Linked DNA regions of Mus musculus: region 2 is linked to region 1. Evidence: chromatin contacts called from public HiCAR-type data. All regions are on one chromosome and are shown on one strand. The core of a region is the stretch at or near the end of the contact, and the rest is flanking DNA. Distances in the headings are between cores, read along the strand shown.

What was found. HiCAR-type assays count read pairs that join an accessible place to other places.
Region 2: a contact with region 1 is called in a HiCAR-type map of astrocytes, with 2.9 times the contacts expected there. The contact joins the promoter of Slc6a15 here to the promoter of Alx1 in region 1. A contact is called at or near these places in 3 of 39 promoter capture datasets (cranial neural crest, embryonic stem cells and stem cell-derived epiblast-like cells), 4 of 484 Hi-C or Micro-C datasets (LSK cells and embryonic stem cells) and 1 of 115 datasets of contacts at active chromatin or transcription factors (astrocytes).

The regions. Positions count from the first base shown.
Region 1 is chr10:103,027,375-103,030,074 of GRCm38.p6, reverse strand. It overlaps Alx1 (ALX homeobox 1), which reads left to right and starts at 1,298. Exons shown (of 4, transcript NM_172553.4): 1 at 1,298-1,694. The coding sequence starts at 1,469. It overlaps Gm34298, which reads right to left and starts at 1,090. Exons shown (of 4, transcript XM_006514426.1): 1 at 1,019-1,090; 2 at 737-874; 3 at 212-341. The coding sequence starts at 1,090.
Region 2 is chr10:103,366,505-103,369,204 of GRCm38.p6, reverse strand. It overlaps Slc6a15 (solute carrier family 6 (neurotransmitter transporter), member 15), which reads right to left and starts at 1,397. Exons shown (of 12, transcript NM_001358821.1): 1 at 1,052-1,397. It overlaps 6430590A10Rik (a long non-coding RNA gene), which reads left to right. Exons shown (of 2, transcript XR_380754.3): 1 at 1-1,033; 2 at 1,745-2,016.

The sequences.
Region 1 (2,700 bases), core at 49-2,548:
TGGGCAGAGACCTCCCTTGTCCATAATTTGTAGGGGAGTTTCACCAAATTTGCAAGCTTGGCTGATCTATTGCAAATGGCTTCTTGAGTGTGCCCAAGGCAAGGAACTCTTTTTTTTCCCTCCCCCGCCTCAGACGCCTCGGGCTCCTCAGAAGCTGAAGTGGGGCACAAGGCCAAGCAGAATGGTTTTCATCTCCAAAGCGCCGTTTTACCTTCGCTAGCATCCCGGTCAGCTGGACCAAGGAAGGGTTTTGGGTCCGCAACTGTGAGTCCAACCCCAGTCCGCGGAGCCACTAGCTTCTGCAACACTCTTTTCGAAGGCACCGCCCCAACTCTTGAAACCTGTATATAGTACAACTTTTGTTAAAACACTCTGACCGCATTCATCTCCCAACGCTGTTTTGCGTGATGAGTTCCTCTGACCTCCACTAAGAAAGGGGTTTCAGGGCCACTTGTCTCTATGAATTTTCAATAATAGTAATAATAATAACAACAACAACAACAATACATTTTGTCCTAATGATTCGTGTGGACCAAGAATGAGGTGGTTATTGTTTGGTATTGGTAAAATCAAATATTCAAAGACTCTCCCTCAACCTTCCATTCCGTTAGATGCCACTGCATCCTTACTCCGGTGCATCCGACAGCAAACGAGAAGGCCAGGGCCTTGTAAGGGAGAGCGCTGCGGCCGCCACGACGCCAGCCTTTTAGGTTAGAGGCAACCTCGGCCCCTTTACCTCCAGCAAGCCGGTTAACAGCCGCCGCTGTATCCGGCGTCTTGGGCTCAGATTAATGTGGATCTTCCATGTAAACGATTTACGGATGAAATAAAAGCTCTTTAGAGCAATACTTCCTTTCAAGTTCTTAAGATGCCTCTAAATCTTCTGGGAGTGAGTGGCTGGGGTGGGGGCGGGGTGTACAGCGGGTGTTGGGGGAGTGGGGGTGGGGGGTAGCGGGGGTGGGGGAGATGGCCCGGCAAGGCCTCTGGGAGTGGAGCGTTAACCGCTCTGCGTTCTCACCAGGCTCCTCGGCAATGCCAGTCCCACTGTCGAGGCGACTACGATTCTGGGTGTCCTTGTCTCTCCTGGCATTTGTCTGAAATGGAACTGTCTGTCTGAACTAGGCCGGGGACGCGCCCTACCCTGGGTAAGGAGGGAAGATGGGGGTGGGGTGGGGGAGGAGGGGGCCTGGGGTGGAGTTAGTCCTTGCCTATTTTCATATTCATTAGGACTGGGAGGTTGCCGGAGGAGCCCAGCTGAGTTTCAAGATATAAAAGCAACTTCGGGTGCCCCTTCTGCAGCCGGGACGTATTAAGAGTCTGGGAGCTGGGCAGCTCCTGGCGTCGCAGGTCTCGCTTCCCCTTTCCCTCCTCTCTGACCCTCCCTACTCCCGCCCACTGCTCCCTCCTCCCTCCGCGCCCTCCAGCCTCCGCACGCCCCGGAGAGCTCGCGGACAGCCTTTCCAGGATTATGGAGTTTCTGAGCGAGAAGTTTGCCCTGAAGAGCCCGCCAAGTAAAAACAGTGACTTTTACATGGGCACAGGAGGCGCGTTGGAGCACGTTATGGAGACGCTGGACAATGAGTCCTTTTACGGCAAAGCGACGGCTGGCAAATGCGTGCAGGCCTTCGGGCCGCTGCCGCGAGCGGAGCATCACGTGCGCCTGGACAGGACTTCGCCCTGTCAGGACAGCAGCGGTAAGTCACCAGCACCCCGGCTGACCTCCAGCCCCCAACCCCATCCTAATCCCTACTCCCTAGCGGCCTGACCAGGGCTCCAAACTGAGCCCCAGTCTCAGCCATCCTTCCCCGAAGTGAGGTACGGTGCGGGTCGAAGTAAAGAAATGTGGCAAGAGGAATCCAGATTGCTGGGGACCGGGCGCCGCGCACTCTGGGACTCCCGCAACCGGCCGGGGTCCAGAGCTAAATCCTGCCGGATTCTATTTCACTTTCGGATAGAGTTCACAACTGGACAAGAAGGATCTGACCAGGATCACAGTGTAGGTTAACAGGACTCCAAATAAGTCATAATTGAGTTAAAATACCGCACCACCGCTGTGAACCCTCCAGGATGCCGGGGCTCGGGGATGTGAAATCCATCACTAGATGTCATAGTGGTCAGGAAAACCAAAATCTTTGAGCTCTTTTATGTGTGCATGAGTGGGAAGCTACGAAACCGTTTTTAATGTCCTAGGAGTGACGACATTTTTATTGTATTTCTCTGTTGCTATATATATATTAGCTTGTGTGAACTTAAGTTTCTGCCGATTTTCTTTACTTCTTTATTGCGTTTGTGATGAGCAAACATACATTTTGGTAAAAAACCTAATCATTTTAGCTTTTGGGCAAAGCATTCCGGATAAAAACCACTCACTTGGGGATTCTGCATTGTCTGTTTTTCTTCTTCCACATAAAATGTCACCTAAGGAGCCTTTCGGAGTGTTTCTGGACAGAATCTTCAACTCTGAATGCCAGACTATCTCCAAGTCAAAATGTTATCAAAACAAACCATCTATCTTTTTCTATCTTGTAGCCCAGTGCAATCCCTATCATTTCACATCCCGACAGTTAAAACAGGTTTATGATTCTAAGAGGACTTTTCCTTATCATGGTGTATACGCCGCCCTTAAATGGCAAGGAAAGAAGCGGGGCGCTTTAAAACAACAAACGAATTAAGTGTGAAATATTTACAACAAGCCACCGC
Region 2 (2,700 bases), core at 148-2,647, 340 kb before region 1:
AAAGGGAAAGAAGGAAGCAAGAACTCGATTGCTTCTTAGTTATGCTAATGAGCACATTCAGTGACATTTCTTGGCCGAAGGGAAAAGAACGCCCACCCTTGGAGACTTTAAAAGCGGGTGGGTCTCCCTTTGCACCGGCAAGTGCACCTCTAAGATTCTGATTCTTTCCTCGGCTGGAAGTTAAAAGTGCAGCGCTTTCGTTTCAGTGTGCTATATTCTATTTCTGCGCTATCTCACCGAGACCAGCCAAGCGGATCAACTACGTAGAAGGCAGAAGGATGCCTAGTCCCTCTCCATTCGTTCCTTAAGATCTCTGTGCCACCATCCTTTCCTCCTCCTTCTCTGTCACCCATTTCGTTTCCAGGAGGCGCAGAGAAGCTCCAAACTGAGCTTTCTCCAGCAGCCACGTGCCGAGAGTAGACCTAAAGGTCGGTTTTCGGACAGTCCATTTCATAGGATGTCTCAAGCGGGAGAGAATCAAATCCGGGTCACGTGAATACACTGCCTTGATAGTCTGTGTTGCTGTTGCAAATGATTCACAAGCCCTCAAGAAGGAAGGCTGGCTGTCCTCCAGCCTCACCGCCCACTCGTAGGAATATTGTAACCCAATTTTTCCCCAGGAGCGCATCTCTGCCCTGAAAGCAACTTTCCTCTCGGACTTGCCCGGTTGAACCCCGCCCTTCAAACCCCCAACTTGATTTGGAAAGCAGCCGGTCTCCACGGATGCACTAGGCAGTTTCCACCTAGGTTACGAAGGATGGCGGCACGTTTCGAACCACGTGCTTCTCCCCACAAGTGCCGCTTCGGACTCCCACCACCAGAACCCCAGTTTGCACAGGTGCAGGAGACAGAGCCAGAGGATAGCCCCCAGAAACCAGCGTTACCTTTCCACGCTTCCCACCGCCGTTCCTCCTCCCATCCCAGGATCCAGCCTGAGTCTGGAGCTCCATCCAAGCATCTTTCTTGGCGCCCGACTCCTCCAGGGTGGCTGAATGGAGAGCCCCACCCTACCCCCGGCGGTGCTCCAGCACCAGTAAGAGACATTAATTACCTCTGGTGCTTCTTGAGCTAGCACCTCTTACAGCTTCCAGGTTCCTAGGTCGAAAAAGGGTCGGATCCAGCAGATGGTGCGGGAGGCCGCAGAGGAGCTGTCTGGAGAACAGAAACAGCTTGCCAAGGGCAGGATTGGTTTCGGGAGTCGCTGTCCTGCAAGCTGGCACGGAGAAACTCGTGAGCGCCTGTGTCTGCCTGGAATATTGCACGGGATGCTGGCGTGTGGTTCCTGGGGCGCCTGTGAATGTATGTATGTATGTATGTGTGCGTGCGTGTTATGTGAATGTGTGTATGTGCATGTCTGTGTGTGTGCGTGCGTGTGTGTATGTGTGTATGTGCTTGTGTGTATGTGTGTGTGTGTGTATGAGTGAGGGTGTGACGGAGGCTCCCACGTGCCCAACCAGCTAGTGCTGCGTCCCCCCGACAGGCTGCGGGGGAGAGGGGGTGGCTGCGGGCGGGGACACGGCGCCAAGGATCGAGCCAGGTCTGCAGGCTGGGAGCCGCCTCTCCCATCACCCATGACGCAGAGTCCACTGCGGCTGCCCGCTGCGTCCTCCCAGCGCACAGAGCTAGGCCCGCGGCGGGATATTGGGTGGATCTGGGGAAGCCCCACGTAGAGCCAACAAAACAAGTTGGACAACCCCTCCCCAACACCTCCGCCATTCTAACGTCTGTCTTCTAACCCACTCAGCTAAAAGGCAACGCTAACAACTGCAATTGTCCTGTTCTGCCACTTTGCTGGAATCTGTAAGAAGTCTAGCCAGAGGTAAAGGATTCTGGGCTTTCTGCCTCTCCAGCCCCCCATACCATCTATTTACATATTTTGTGAAAGAAAAGCTTTGGATCTTTGCTTCTCAGCTGAGTCCCGACAGCCTCAAGGATCCCAGCGAGGTTGTGTAAAGTGGTATTAGGGAACTAATCCTCACTTTAGGTCTGTGCCTATGTAGCAGATTCTCCTTCAAAGGATCTCTACCAGCTAAAGACTGACTTACCTCTTCCAATAGTCAAAGCATGCTTTCAACTAAGCCACGTGGAGAATCCTTAAACTATGCATGGATGAACACAAAGCTTTGCCTCTGTAAAAATAACTGAACTCCTCCTTAAGCAGGACAAGACATAAAATTTATGATCGTTGACACTTGAAATTTTTCAAGGAAATGCAAAAGGAACCTAGAACATATTACAGGAGGATGGGTTTCATTCTTCAGCGAGGTACATTTCATCATTTTTAAGATAATTAACATGTCAATAAACGTTATCGTTTGTAGGCCTTCCAAGGACTCTCTCAAGTTTTCTTTTTGGACATCAAGAACAAGCCATTATTAGGGACATCACTATATATTTTGTGACAGTTGGCTGGTTACATGCTTTTAGAGTAGAATTCAGTTATCAGTGGAGTCATGTAAGTAAGGGATGTAAACTTCAGTGTGTAGAGTTCCCAAGGAAAATATTCTTAGGTTTTAATGGCTTGTATCCAATTAAGATTAACTTTAGTAGTGAAGCCACTGTTGGAGATGTTCTCATAAAGTGAGGAATATCTTTCAAAGGAATCACAAGAACCTAGATTTCAGGTAAGAACATTGCCACTAATCCTTTTCAAAGAACCGAGAGATTTTTCCACCAGCCTGTCTTCAAATTCACTTAAAA